Regions from separate parts of the Mus musculus genome. Here all the other regions are linked to region 5. The links are chromatin contacts, called in public Hi-C, HiChIP or PLAC-seq and capture Hi-C maps. All regions are on one chromosome and are shown on one strand. Each heading gives the region's core, a stretch centred on a gene start, on an enhancer-like site or on the middle of the called end of the contact. The rest is flanking DNA. Distances are from core to core; before and after follow the strand shown. Region 1 holds the start of Lnx2 (ligand of numb-protein X 2). Region 2 overlaps Gm15997 (predicted gene 15997). Region 3 holds the start of Tex26 (testis expressed 26). Region 4 holds the start of Wdr95 (WD40 repeat domain 95). Region 5 holds the start of Slc7a1 (solute carrier family 7 (cationic amino acid transporter, y+ system), member 1).

The links. Hi-C and Micro-C count contacts between places; a contact is called where the count stands out from the background. HiChIP or PLAC-seq counts read pairs in DNA pulled down with a chosen protein or histone mark. Capture Hi-C pulls out chosen DNA fragments and counts their contacts.
Region 1: a capture Hi-C map of embryonic stem cells shows a contact between it and region 5, with 2.4 times the contacts expected there. The contact joins the promoter of Lnx2 here to the promoter of Slc7a1 in region 5. A contact is called at or near these places in 1 of 39 promoter capture datasets (pre-B cells), 1 of 115 datasets of contacts at active chromatin or transcription factors (thymic regulatory T cells) and 1 of 9 other capture datasets (embryonic stem cells).
Region 2: a contact with region 5 is called in a FOXA1 HiChIP or PLAC-seq map of pancreatic cancer cells. The contact joins the enhancer-like site here to the promoter of Slc7a1 in region 5. A contact is called at or near these places in 1 of 39 promoter capture datasets (liver), 4 of 115 datasets of contacts at active chromatin or transcription factors (the SCID.adh cell line, astrocytes, large pre-B cells and 1 more) and 1 of 9 other capture datasets (adipose tissue).
Region 3: a contact with region 5 is called in an H3K4me3 HiChIP or PLAC-seq map of pro-B cells, with 5 times the contacts expected there. The contact joins the promoter of Tex26 here to the promoter of Slc7a1 in region 5. A contact is called at or near these places in 4 of 39 promoter capture datasets (hippocampal neurons, liver and pre-B cells) and 4 of 115 datasets of contacts at active chromatin or transcription factors (the SCID.adh cell line, large pre-B cells, pancreatic cancer cells and 1 more).
Region 4: a Hi-C map of regulatory T cells shows a contact between it and region 5, with 7 times the contacts expected there. The contact joins the promoter of Wdr95 here to the promoter of Slc7a1 in region 5. A contact is called at or near these places in 1 of 39 promoter capture datasets (liver), 1 of 484 Hi-C or Micro-C datasets (regulatory T cells) and 3 of 115 datasets of contacts at active chromatin or transcription factors (astrocytes, large pre-B cells and neural tube).

The regions. Positions count from the first base shown.
Region 1 is chr5:147,075,314-147,078,013 of GRCm38.p6, forward strand. Lnx2 (ligand of numb-protein X 2) reads right to left here and starts at 1,259. Exons shown (of 10, transcript NM_080795.4): 1 at 1,105-1,259. Polr1d (polymerase (RNA) I polypeptide D) reads left to right here and starts at 2,033. Exons shown (of 3, transcript NM_181730.4): 1 at 2,033-2,380. The coding sequence starts at 2,355.
Region 2 is chr5:149,503,757-149,506,456 of GRCm38.p6, forward strand. The region is part of intron 1 of Gm15997 (predicted gene 15997); the gene reads right to left. It also overlaps a transcript of Wdr95 not described here. Among named protein-coding and RNA genes, the nearest start is that of Wdr95, 24 kb to the right of the region's middle. Within about 2 kb of position 1,390, at least 5 of the 459 cell types and tissues checked have an H3K27ac peak or open chromatin away from gene starts, as enhancers often do. A contact at or near this core is called in pancreatic cancer cells, where this site is marked.
Region 3 is chr5:149,438,337-149,441,036 of GRCm38.p6, forward strand. Tex26 (testis expressed 26) reads left to right here and starts at 1,324. Exons shown (of 7, transcript NM_029464.2): 1 at 1,324-1,451. The coding sequence starts at 1,391.
Region 4 is chr5:149,527,309-149,530,008 of GRCm38.p6, forward strand. It overlaps Wdr95 (WD40 repeat domain 95), which reads left to right and starts at 1,371. Exons shown (of 23, transcript NM_029440.3): 1 at 1,371-1,463. The region is part of intron 1 of Gm15997 (predicted gene 15997); the gene reads right to left.
Region 5 is chr5:148,398,564-148,401,263 of GRCm38.p6, forward strand. Slc7a1 (solute carrier family 7 (cationic amino acid transporter, y+ system), member 1) reads right to left here and starts at 1,341. Exons shown (of 13, transcript NM_007513.4): 1 at 1,166-1,341.

The DNA of each region.
Region 1 (2,700 bases), core at 9-2,508, 1.3 Mb before region 5:
AGCTGCTTTGACTTGGCCTACATTTGACCCCTTTGGGAAAACTCACATGGAATTTGGACAGGCTAAAACGGCAAAACCTTGTTAGCTCAACAATGATCTGCCGGCCAAATAGGACACTAGATTCCCCCATCTTCCTTCTTTACCTGCCAAAGTCCTTTTCTCCAAAGGTGGGTGGGTGGGGGAGGGTTTTCAAACCTATCAAAGCAAACAGGACTGACCTACTGAGATCCTGCGTCTGTGCTATGTCACTGAACAGGCTAGAGAAAACGCAAATTGTGTCCTGGGAAGGAGGCCAATGTCTAAGTACTGTGACTGAAAAGAATGTGACATTCTTAAAGTGAAGGCAGTTTGGATAAACTGGAGCTCACGGTTGCCTCCAACTACCCTTGCCATTGGTTTCTGGGCTTTTTTTTTTTTTTCCCCAAAGAAAAATTGGCGGGGTGTGGGGCACACGCCTTTCTAACCCTACAGCACTCAAGAAAGAGGCGGATCTCCGTGAGTTCCAGGCTAGCCAAGGCTACAGAGTGAGAAGAAGAAAAATTGATTCGATAAAGCCACGCGGAAGCGTCCTTAAGGCTCCTGGCAAACACACACTCTTAAATGCAAACGGAAATACTAGAACACTCCATTAAAAAGTCCTTGCGTGAAACGTGGCAGAAAGCTTTGAAAAGCCAGCGATGTCTTTCCCAAGAGGTGCTTTGTGCGCAAATGCTTCCAAATCGGGACTCATATTTTGGAAATTATACCCCCCACGCTCCCAAACATGTCAAATCTGAAGAGAAAGGTGAGAATTCCCCCGCAACAGGCTGGGGCAAGGAGGAGGGTGCCTCTCTGCTCATCCCTTCCAGGAAACAAAACCAGAGGGCAACTAGCTAGCGCCACTCTGGCTCCAGACAACGTGCAGACGCAAAGTGCAAGAACTCGTTCCCAAACCTCCATGTCTTGAAAAGCGAGAGGCGCGCAGACCTGCATCGGGGTTCCTGGAACCCGCACCCGCACCGGGCCGGGCCAGACAGCACGCGGCCCCCAGCGGTCCCCCAGATGGTCCCCCCTACCCTGACGCCACACCCCGTCACCGCCCGCACCTGAGGCGAAGTAACTCACTGAGGGAAAGCGGCGGGCTCCCCGCGGGAGCGCTGACGAGGACGCCGCCCGGCTCCGCTCCGCTGGGACTCGCCGCCGCCGATTTCCTGGCGAGAAGCAAAGTCCGGCCAAGACTTTACTTCTCAACCGCCCCTGCTGCCTTTCCCCTAGGGGGCGAGCGCAGAGGCCCAACCCGACACGCACCTGAGCCAATCAACGGCGGACAAAGGCGGGACTAAGAGCGGGCTCGGAGCCTCTCGACCAATCAAGGAGTTCGAGGGGCCGAGTCGGCCCTGCTCATCACCCCCGTGTTAGAGTGAGCGCGTTCCGCCCTCCGCCATCGCTCCCGGCCGGATTCTCCCTCTCAGACACACAGAGAAAACGCTCGGGAAGTGTCTGCGTGCACCCCTGGAGCGCCGCGCCGGGCGTGGGACAGCTGAAGGGAGGGGAGGGCTGCGGGACCAGGCTGAGGGAGAACAGGTGGCGGGGGGCGGCTGACGTGTAGGTGTGCAGGGCGAGGGGACAGCTGGGTGGGGCGGGGACCCAGCCTGGCCAGGGTCAGGTGGGAGCTGGGAGGATGCACCTGAGAAGAAGGGCGGTTCCTTGGGATCAAAGGGAAAAGGAGCTGCCAGTCCCACAGCGTGAGCTCCCGAGGAAGGAGGGCGGTGCTCCAAACTCTCACTTCTCTCGCAAAAGAAAGACCATCGCAGCCCTTGCACCTAGTGGAGATGTACATTTGCACCCCAGGGAGAAAAATTTTTAAAACCCACAGTATCGTCAGGAGAGTCATCTCTGCACAACAGTCTCTCTGCTTTTTCAAGGTGCCCCATGAAAGGCCCCTGAGGACTCAAGTCCTGGGAATAGCCAGCCCTGGGGCAGTCGGGTTCCTGGAGAGCCTAGCAGGCCAGAGATCCGACTCTGACTCTTTTTAAATAGCAGGTGTCTCGGGGCGACAGGTGAGAGCCTATGCTCTTCAGTGGCACTTGGGGACCGGCTGGCTGTGCCCGGCAGCTGGCTTAGCTTCCGCAGTTCCAGGTGAACCGTCCTGCCCGCGCCTGGGCGTGGTCGGGGGCGGGACCCGGTTTAGCCCCGCCCACAGAGGGCCCTGCCGCGCCGCTGCGGCTCCGCCCCCCTCCTTCCGTCATCCGCTTCTTCCGTCGGTGGTTTCTTCCTTCCTGCCTTGTCCCGCACCTTTCGCGACATGGGGAAGAGCTTCCATTTCGCCAGCGCCACCTGAGGATTTCCTGGAGCCGCCACCCCCACCTCCCGCGATGGAAGACGATCAGGAGCTGGAGAGGTAAGGGTGGAGGGGAAGAGTGGAGTGGGGCGGCGGGTCGGGCCAGCGAAGCGGGTGGCGAAGGGGCACGCGGCCGACTGCGGCCCGGCGTGGCGGCTAGGCCTGACCCCAGGCGCTGGGGAAGGAAGGAGAGAGAGTAGAGCGGGCCGGGTTGGGAAGAGGGAGGAGCCGTGGGTTTATTTGTAACAGAAAAGCCCAGAGGGATGCTAGCCATCCGGGAGGGGAGAGAAGTTGGGAATCATGCTGTAAGTCCCAAACTGCCACCACCCCCATTAGAACTGCCTCGTTGTAAGGTCACGCACCGGGCCAGCCGTCCCGAG
Region 2 (2,700 bases), core at 140-2,639, 1.1 Mb after region 5:
AGGATGCTGAGTGCCACGGTTTGATTTTATTTGCTATTTTAAACTGCTCCTTAAGTGGCGTGATTACATAAATTGTGCCCTTGAATATAATATATCCGCGGCAGATTCTGCGAGTCTAGGGGATGTGAATAAAATGCAAGCCCCACGAGGAGCCCGAGATAAATGCTTCTTTTTCGCTTCTAAATTCAGATGAAGTGATGAATTACGCAGGCTTCTTCAGTCATGTAATTTATCATGTGTCTTACTGAATGACAGATGGAACGGGATCCCCACCCCCTCCATGGTTGTGTCCGGGAGGCGGTTCTGCTAAGGTTTTCCATCAGAATCACTAATCAGAAACTCAGAAGCCAGCATGCATTTGGGAAGTGTTATTAGGAGAAAGAATGTCCAGCCCGTTTCTGCCCACCCCCTACCCATCTCATTCAACAAACATTTGAGCTCCTGTGGTAAAACAGGCTCTGTGCTGGGTGCTGAAGACAGAACGAGGACAGAACGTGCAGGCTCTGCCCCCAGGGAGCTTAGAACTAGAAGTTACAACTAAACTTCTCAGCCCCTTCTAGGGGAGAGCATTGAATTAGCTCTTCTAATGTACCAAGTTCCTCCCCTTGAAAGAAAAAATCAATTAAAGAAAACTATGGGGGTTGGAGAGATGACTCTGTGGTTAAGAGCACTGACAGCTCCTCTGGAGGACCTGAGTTCCATTCCCAGCACCCACATGGTGGCTCACAACCATTTGTATCTCTGAGGGGACCAGATGCCCTCTTCTGGCATCTGAGCCCCCCAAACACGCATGTAGTGCCCGTACATATATACATGCAGACCAACACTCATGCACGTGAGACAAAAGTAGACTCTTTTCAGTAAAAATGAAATAAGTTTAAATTAAATAAATATAGGTTTTTAAAGGCATATACATTTGTTTATTTTCACCTCTCAATTCTGTAGGGCAAGTCCACCAGCCGGAAGTCCCGCTGGGTGACAGACATTGTCAGCATGCCACAGTACAACAAAGTAATCGTTGGAACTGGGTAAGTACGCAAGCAAAAAGTGAGCAGTCGTGGTGTGAAGAGATGCAGCTCCGTGCCTGGGGTCACACAAGCACACACATTTGCAGTGTGAGGCCAGCGTTGGAGTCTTAAAGCATTAGAGCCCATGTGTGTAAACAGAGGTACACTTTGTGTGGCTTCATGCCGAGAGCTTAGAGGATGCTGTCTTGTAGAAAAGACTTCCGGAACCAAGGAAGGGCCACGGGAGGAAAATTAGTCTGAGTACTTTTCAAGCATACTTTATTTGGATTAAATGGTATATTTGTTTTCTTATTCATCTAAATTGAGTCTTGACTGCACTGGACTAACTCACAGGGCAAAGTACACAGCAGGAACATGGACGCTGCTGCTGCTGCTGCTGCTACTGCTGCTGTGGCAGTGGGGTGGTGGCCACGGTGGCAGAGTGAGGTCCACAGGGCTCCTGCTTGCAAAGGGCTCCAGCTCACGGGAGTGTGAACTCAGATTGCAGAGGGAGGGTGGAAGCTGAAGACTCCTTATACTTTAGGGTGTGGCTACAGTCCAGGGGCAGGTGGAAGGGTTCCCGTGACTCCACCTACCGTACAAGCCCCTCACCGCTGAAAACCCTCTCCACGACTCTCTTTCACAAGTCCCTGGTGACCAAGCCAGCTCAGTCAGCCAAAGAGGGTCTCAAGGAAAGGAGGGAGGATTGAAAAGAAAATGACAATTAGACAGCATTATAACATGACTCCAGCCAGTGCCGAGGCTGAAGTGGGGTTTAGTTTTCTCCAGCCAGTTTTTATACCATTCTAGGTACTTGCAGAGAACAGGGTCAGTTCATAGACAAAGACATCAAAGACAAAGTCATCAAACAATGCAATAAACAAAGCCCCCCACGACAGCCCCCCCCTCCCAGCCATGGTCACTGTTTCTTGGGGTTTGTCAGGGTGACCAAGATAAAGGAATGCCACACATACCTTGGCTGAGTTTACCTTGCTTGAGCTTTGTATTAGCCCAAATGTAAATATTCTATTCTAAGCTTACTTCCATGTCCTAGCCCAGTGACAAATTCTTTCCAAATTTCTAGAAACTGCCCCAAGATCTCTTCACTCCCTGGGGCTCTAGGCTTTAATGACCAACTCCAACCTAACCCCGTTTTTTATTAAATATAATTGTTCATGAGGTTTAATACTTTATATTAATTCATCATCAAAAATATAATTGTTGAAATATCAACATAGTTAATATAATCAATCTAATAGTATGCTAACTACTAAGCAGCAAATATACATTTGTAAATTTGTCTCAATTTGATTTTTAATTTTTTATTATATTATTTTTAATCATTTTTTTGAAAAAGATTTATTGCTTATTTGTGTGTGTATGTGTGTGTGTGTGTGTGTGTGTGTGTGTGTGTGTGTGTGTATTATGGATGTATGAGTGCAATACCCAAGAAGCCCAGAAGAGGGTGTCAGACCCACTGGGACTGGAGTTATGGGTTATTGGCAGCAGTGAGCCATCTAATGTGGGTGTTGGGAATGGGGCTCAGGTCCTGTGGAAGAGCATCAGGCCTGGTCACCTTTCTAGCTCCTGCGTTCTTTTTTTTTTAATCGTAACACTTGCATACCTTGGATACAGTATCTAATATATGGATACTCCCTGCAATGATCAGATTATGGTAATATTTACTTTGCTT
Region 3 (2,700 bases), core at 74-2,573, 1.0 Mb after region 5:
ATTCTGAAAAGCCCCGAAGATGGTCTCATATTCAGCATCTCCTATTCAGCCGAGATTTAATTATTTATGTAAGATAAACAGGTCATCTCATTAATATGCAACCTCAATAATATGACGTCTCATTAATATGCAAATTTGCTTCATATCTTTCATAGATGGTAAAATTGTATGCACAGCAATGAATTGCTTTTTAAAATAAAGCTCCTCATGGTTCATTATCAATAAACATGTGACCTGTGTATTTGTCTTATATACCTTATATACTCTAGCTGGCATAAAAATTTCTCAGGCACAGTGTGATCACAAGTGGAAAAAAATTAAAAGCCACACTCTAACATGTATAAGTGGGTAGGATCAGCCGGCCAGTGTACAGTAACAAAGTGGCATCCTATGATTGGTACTAGGAATATAGTTTGGGATTTTTTGTATTTATTAAAAATAAGGTCTGGTGTAACCCAGGCTGCCCCTGGACAAACTATGTAGTGGAGGATGACCCTGCTGCATCCATTATCCCTCTGGACTCTCCGTAATTAGCCTGTGCCCAATGTTTCCCTGAAGTAACTAGACACTAGCTTAGGATGCTCTGGGTTGACCTCACACAGACCTGATGCCGAAACTTTTACCTTTCCCTTATACCACATCTTTCTCATCCTTGAGTGTAGTCGCTGTGTCCTACAGATTTCCATGCCAACCTTGCCCAATTTTGCTTACATTGAAAATTATGAATGGACACAAATTTGCGGTTGGGCGTCTGTCTGTCTGCTTCTGGGTTTTTAATATTCGGGGTATTTAATATTTTGAGACAAGGCATCTCTTTCCAGGGTTGGGCTCCTGCCTTAGCCTCCTGAGTTCTCGGATCACCGGTGAGCACCAGTATACCAGGCTAAAATAAACTTTTTTTTTCCAGCCTTTTCCAGTTTGCTCGTATTTGCCAATACATAAAACAATGGCATAGTATTGCAAGGACCAGAGCAGTGTCTCTCCACCTTCCTAATGCTGCGACCCTTTAATATAGTTCCTCATGTGGTGGTGACCCCCCCCCCAACTACAAATTGTTTGGTGGCTACTTCATAACTGTAATGTTGCTACGGTTATGAATTGTAATGTATAATGGTAACATCTGTGTTTCCTGATGGTCTTAGGTGACCCCTGTGAAAAGTTCGTTCGACACCCCCCACCCCCAAGGAGTCGTAGTCCATAGGTTGAGAACTATTGGATTAGGGCACTCCATGAAAGTCAGGAATCAGCGTGATGCGCTCACCCTCTGGGTCCAGGGGCGGAGACTGAGGCGTCTCCATAGCGACGCTTCACAAAGGCACGCGCAGAGGGTGGGGCGCAGAGCGGAGTACTACTGCCTTGTCAGGGCGGGAAGGCGACCTTTTGGGACAAGATGGCCCGGTATAGGAACAAGGTTTCGTGCCCTGCTCAATGTGACCCCAAGCTCCAGTCAAGTAAGACTGCCCACGCTGCGGGTCTGCGGGGCGTGGTGTGCTGTGTGTGCGGTGGAGTTGTTTTAAATAAGGCAGTTTTTTTTTCCCCAAGGGCATCAATCGTGAGAGGTTTGCCTCGCTTTTAGAGATGGCAGGGAGGCGCAAGTGAGTCAGGGAGAAAGATCAGCTGTCCAAAATCACACTCCTGTCCAGCCCTTTATACTCCCCTCTCTAAAACTCTGGGGTGTCCCTTTAAATACTTAAGGAAACCCCTGAGGAGACATGATAAAGCCACAGCTAGTGTCCTTCCAAGGACAACAGAGCCGAAGACAAATGAACAGAACTGGGGACGTAATGGAGGGAGAGAAGGAGTCTGGCTGGTTCTTTAAGTCGCAAACAGCAAATTCAGTGGGGCGGGAGGGAGGGGAGGGGCGGGATCAGCCGGCCAGGGCTGCTCTGTCTGCAGACTGGGCTGGGAGCTGAGCCCTTTTCAAAGGCGCTCTGCCAGGTGACAGATGGAGAGCCTTGCTCTGTGGTTCTGCTTGCGGCGGCGGCAGCGGGTTTACCAGCTCAGCGTTTTGCGTTGGTGAAGAGACATCACCTCCCCTGGCTGTTAGTTGCGACTCGAGTAGCATTATTACTGAGTGCACAGTCAGCGTATCCATCCCTTCGGAGCAATAATGGCCGGCTGCAGCCGTCTAGCCGAGCTGGCTAAGGGGCTGTGAGGATTCTTTAGAATGATGCTCCTAAGAGAACAATGAAGTGGGTGTTTACATTCCAATCTAGTTCTCTGTAAACGAAGAGTGGAAAGCTGGAGTGTGTGTGTGAGGGGGGAGGGCGGGAAGGAGCGTATTCAGTTAAAAAAAATGTTAAATGTTTTCAGATTCTATAGGACGGCGAGGTCAGGAGATGGAGGAGGGAAAAGCTCCCAGGATCCCCAAGGGCACTCCTTAATTTCCATTTCCCTTTTTCTAAACACTCTGTCTGTCAGGTATTTTCCTAGGCCAGTAGTCTCCTTCCTTGTCTGGAACAGATAAGAGTTAGGATTCCTCCTCTTACGGAATTGATCACGTACCCCAGGACTTCCGGTGCTGCACAAACTGCCAGGGACTCTACTGTCTACACTCAGTACCCAATGCCAAATGTTCAGACTGAACTATCCCGCTCTTGATCAGGCAGTTTCCATGCATGGCCCAGAGGCCCCTGTGCCTCAGTGTGGACAAAAATCACCTTCCTGTCCTCCTTGGAACCTTCCAGAAGTTGAGAGTAC
Region 4 (2,700 bases), core at 121-2,620, 1.1 Mb after region 5:
CCTCAGTGGTAGAGTGCTTACCTAACATTTATAAGGTCCTGGGTTCAGCGTCAGAATTCTGTCTAAACTCCACCCCACAGTTACCTGGCAACAGGCAGGTAGGCCTGACCCACTATAAAAGGGGCTGCTTGCCCACTCCTCTCCCTCTTGTTCTCTTGCTCTCTTGTTCCCACTCTGTCCCCTCGCCTCTTCCCCGCCCCCCTCCACGTGCTCATGGCTGGCCTCTACTCCTCTACTTCTCTACTCTCCCTCTCTCTGCCTTTCTCTGCCTCCACTGCCCTCTTAACTCCCCTCCCCATGCCCTGAATAAACTCTATTCTATACTATACTATACTATACTATACTATACTATACTATACTATACCTGTGGCTGGTCCCTCATGGGGAAGGGATGCCTCGGCATGGGCCCGCTGAGACATTCCCTTCTCCCACACCTCACCACACCTCATAGCACATATCTCCTATTTATTTATTTATTTATTTATTTATTTATTTATTTATTTATTTTAAACACATCATTCAGGACTGAAGGAAGAAAGACAAAACTCATGGAAATGATTTTAAGTGATTCTTAATAATTCATATTTAAAATTACAACATTTCTGCTTCTTAGACTTCAACTACAGTTTCATCTGGTACTAAGGTCACCTGCCCAGAGACCTGGTGTGAAGCGAAGCGGTAGGCAAGACAGAGAAGCCCTGTTCTGAGCTGGCTGTCCTCCCGCTTAAGGAGCAGCTGTCTTAGTGGCCTCCCAAGCACCAACGCCAGGGCACCCGCGCCAGCTGCCACACTGGAGCTGCCGGAGTTCCACACCAGTAGAGTTTTATGTAAGGGCTTCAAAGCTACAGCAGCCACCGCAGTAGCTCTGACCTGGCCTTTCATGTCTCAGTCCAGACAAACGCGTGATTGAAGAAAGGATTCATCCAAGCCCGTGTCACATTGGCCATCTGGAAACCCGCCAGCCGCTCATTTAGCAAATTACTTTGTTTAAAGGCAGCTCTGTGTTCCAGCGTTTGTGCTACCAGGATGGGTCTCATAATTCCTCCGCCTTGGTTTATCCGCTCGGCTCCTCTCGATCTGCCTAGCAACTTAAAAGACTGTTAATGCGTGACAAGGCACTTGACCCGCATGATTTTCGAGCGGAGGGAGAGCATTCGTCTTGTGCTGGCTTGTCCTCTCCTCCAAAGCAAGGGCACGACGCCCCGCGCTCTCTGTCTTAATGAAGCCTGCCTTTATTAAGAAGCCCATTAAGCTCCACAGGGCCCAGCCATCCAGCACTGTAAATATTACCCCATAGAAATTCACATAGGGCCCTGGCGCGGGGTGGGGGATGGGGAGTACGGTAAGCGCTCACCCATTCTGCCAGTCTGGAGGAGACCTCAGCTCTCTGTTGATGGAAGGCTGTTGCTGTTTGACAGGCTGATGCCTCTTTGTTTGGAAAGATGAGTTAGAATCGTTAGCAGGTAATGTCACAAGGCCCCTGGGGTGGTTTGAATAAAAGAGTTGGAAGCAACCTGACTACAGAATAGCAATGAGTTCTCAGGTGTCTGATCTGGATTTTCTTCTTCCAAAAGAGGAAAGAAAGAGGAAAAAGGAGCCCACAGAGGCTGAGATGGTTTCTTATCAGGATGTTGCGGGTCACTTTGTCCTGATATGGTTTATCATCTGTCATTGACCAGGGCAAATGATCTTGGTGACTGTTGTTTCCATAAATTGCTCATCTGGGGTCGTGGTATTCTTAAGTCTGGAAGCTAGAAGCTCAAATCAGTGAGTGGATCAAAGACATATCGTGTGTTCAGTATCTAGCTAGGCCCTTTAAGGGGGCGGGGGGGGGGGGAGGATCACACAATAAATGTGCTTTGGGAAGTTTTTTTTTTTTTTTTTAAAGTGTGTCTATTTAGTGACTAGTAAAGACTCGGACTGGGTGTCAAATGTTGATGTGATTTGGGCCAAGGTTGCCTTAGTCCTCTCTTGGAATTATTTTTAGAGGTAACTGAATTAGTGATGACATATAGTAAGAACTCAACCGTGCTACTTGATATGTTTTGTAAAGCGCGGTATGCTTCACTGGGAGGGGGTGTCTTAGTGGGTGCCCCCTGTCCCCAGGTACCAGTCATACAACACGGGTCTAGTATAAAATGTTCACTTGAGGCATGGGAAGGGGGTTGAGAAAGGAGTTGAAGTAGAGAAAAAGAAGGGACAGAAAAAGATGGGGAGAGGGAGGGTGGGGGGGTCAGAGAAAGAGAGAGAGAGAGAAAGGGGTCAGAGAGAGTGAAGAGAGGCCAAACAGTTCTTTTTATAGCAACCCAGGCTCCCACCTGGCTGTTGCTAGGTAACTAACTGTTGGGAGGAACCTAGAAGGAATGCTAACGTGCTAACACTAATAACACCAGGTATGGGATAGCTATCCTCGGTATTGGCACCGCTAAAGTAGTCACTGGACTGGATCGAGGGAAGAGAGCTTTATGAGCCAACTCCATACATGTACCAACTCCAGGTAGGGAGAGGGCGGCCTGTGAATGGCACTGCATAAACCGGGCACAGCCTTGGTGGGCAGGGAAAGAAGTGGGTAGGTAGCTAGGTGGACTGGAAGGAAGCTCGAGTTCAGAGCACAGGAGTGGAGATGATGAACGAATGAGGGGCTGTGTTGGTGGAGGCTTGAAGGCTAAGGGGTCTCAACATGATCTAGCTGGTAACAAG
Region 5 (2,700 bases), core at 91-2,590:
TTTTAGTGGCAGAAGGGTGTGCTCTAGTCAAAATAATAATTTCCATTGAGACCAACTAAAAATACCAGGGGGATGACTGTGTCGAGGTTTCCTATTATCTTAACCACACATGAAGGGCAAGAAATGTTACAAAAATCCCAATTACCAGCTGACTCCATGACAGCTAAGACAGTCAACCAAAAGATAACGCAGAAGATAACGCTCCGGATTCTAGTGAAAGTTTACTCACCTTTAGAAGAAATACACCTATGGTTGAAACCCTGTCCTCCTGCACGTGAGAGTATAACTGTGGGTGCTGGGAAATGTAGTTTTTTAGTTTGTTTTGTTTTCCTGACAGCACATGTCTGCCTATCCCAGCACATGTCTGCCTATCCCAGCACATGTCTGGCTATCTTAACACACAAGTCCACACAGCAGTGGGCTGGAGCGAGCGACACTGGACTGCTCTGCGGACACCCTTGGCTGGTGACCTGATCGTGCCCAGGAAGTCTTCCACTGGACAGAAACACACGGAGCACAGGTTGTCTACGGAGCCGGAAGAACTTCCTCCCACTCCACACCATCTGGAAGAACAGTCTGTGCAGGCCGAATCGGGTCACAAGGAAAACCCACCCAAGAGGGAGTCCCTCCAAAGGGACCTCTGGAGACTATGAGGCGACCCGGAGGACAGGAATCTCAGGTCTCGGGTCATGCCTGCGAGACCTGACAAGAGTCCATCCTGCGCGCGGCTCGGCTGACGACACTGCCCGGGACCGCGTGGCGGGGCGGGGTGCCGCGCACCGCGCCATGTAAGGGAAGGTCTCCCAGACTGCCGTGACTCCGGATGCCACCCGGGGCAGCCTGCGTAGATGGGTCCCCGCGCCCACGTGGAGCCTACACACGGCGCCACGCGTGGCGGGCGTCACCCGGGTCGCCCGTGTTCACTCCCTCCCGCTGTTGCATCATGCACCACGCCGCGCCTGCAAAGGACCAAGATGGACTCGGAGGAGGCGACCGGAACACTGGTGCCCGCCCCACGCACCCATCCCCCGGAGATGGAGAGGATAAGAAGAACCCTCGCCCTGCCTGAAACGCCACCCGAGGCCACACACACAGACACACACGCACACCGAGGTGACTCAGGCTTTCAGAGCTTCCTGGGCAATCACAAGGATCGCGTACTCACGGAGGAGGCGGCAAGATGTTGAGCTGTGTGGAGACCGCGGGTAGAAAGCCTCTCACACCTGCTAGCTGAGGGGATGGCGCACGCGGGCGGAATCCGAGCCGGTTTCATCAGCCGCGCGCCGCCCTCCGCGGGCCCCACGGCCACGGCCAGTGCTGCGCGTCAGCTTCCAGGGCACCAATGACAGCGCCGCGCGGCCGCGCCCCTGTGGGCGGGGACACCCGAGACCGGGCTTCCCCGCCGGTTTGGGCGCCTCCCGCGCGCGCCCTTGGTCCTCCGCAGCCGCAACTGAGCTTGAGTCAGAGCTGATGGCACAGGCTGAGGGGTGCGAGCCCCCTCCTGGGGAGCCACGGACAGCTGACGACCAGGTTTCTTGCTCCAAACTGGATGTAAGACACATTTTAAAGACTTTTTTTTTTTTTGGACTTAGTTGTAAATCTTCTTTTGACATTGGACTACTTTACGGCTGTGCCCTAGCTAACGCCTTAGCCTCCGCCTTGGTCAGGAAGGGCCCCAGAACCTGCAAGCCTCCCTTTGATACAAGGTAGTTCCTCCACATAGCCAACAGAACAGTTCAGGCAGTTCACACCCGCGGGACTCTCCCCAAGTTTAGTACCCAAATCTAGTCTTCAGGGTTCCTTCTGATCTCTGCTCCAAAATCGAGAACTACAGTCTATAGGGCTGAGGGATGGCTCAGCGGTTAACACTGACAACCCTTTCAGAGGACCCAGTTCTGACTCCCCACATGGGGGCTCACAACTAATCTGTAAGTCTTGAATGTGATGCACAGACATACACAGGTAAACCATAAATATGCATAAGATAAAAGTTTTTATAAAGAATTATATCGAAGCCCGGCAGTGGTGGCACACACCTTTAGTCCCAGCACTTGGGAGGCAGAGGCAGGTGGATTTCTGAGTTTGAGGCCAGCCTGGTCTACAGAGTGAGTTTCAGGACAGCCAGGGCTATACAGAGAAATCCTGTTAAAAAAAGAGAGAGAGAGAGAGAGAGAGAGAGAGAGAGAGAGAGAGAGAGAGAGAGAGAGAGAGAGGAAGGAAGGAAGGAAAGAAGAAAGAAAGAAAGAAAGAAAGAAAGAAAGAAAGAAAGAAAGAAAGGAAGAAAGAGAGAAAAGAAAGGAAAAGAAAAGAAAAAGAGAAAAGAGAAGGTGGATGCTATGTGTGTTCTCAAGTGTGCCTTATCAGTAAAGGGATTCATTGTCAGCCACAGCTGTTGATACTCCCATAGAATTAAACTAACGATGTATTAATTTATATTGCCCAGCCAAAAAGTCTTAATGAATACGTAGAGGGAGGTGGATAGCACTAAAGCACTTCTAACACTTGTAAGATAACATTAAAGCACTTCTAACAGCGTTTGTGATAATAACAAGGCATCAAACATGCTTTGTTTTCCAACAGCCAACAGAAGTAAGTGTCAATCATGCGGTGATGAACTGATTCCTGCCAATCTAGTAGGGAGGTCTCCTGAATCTTTACCAGGTGCCCCCTTCTCACAGAGGGAAACCTCCCATCTTTCAG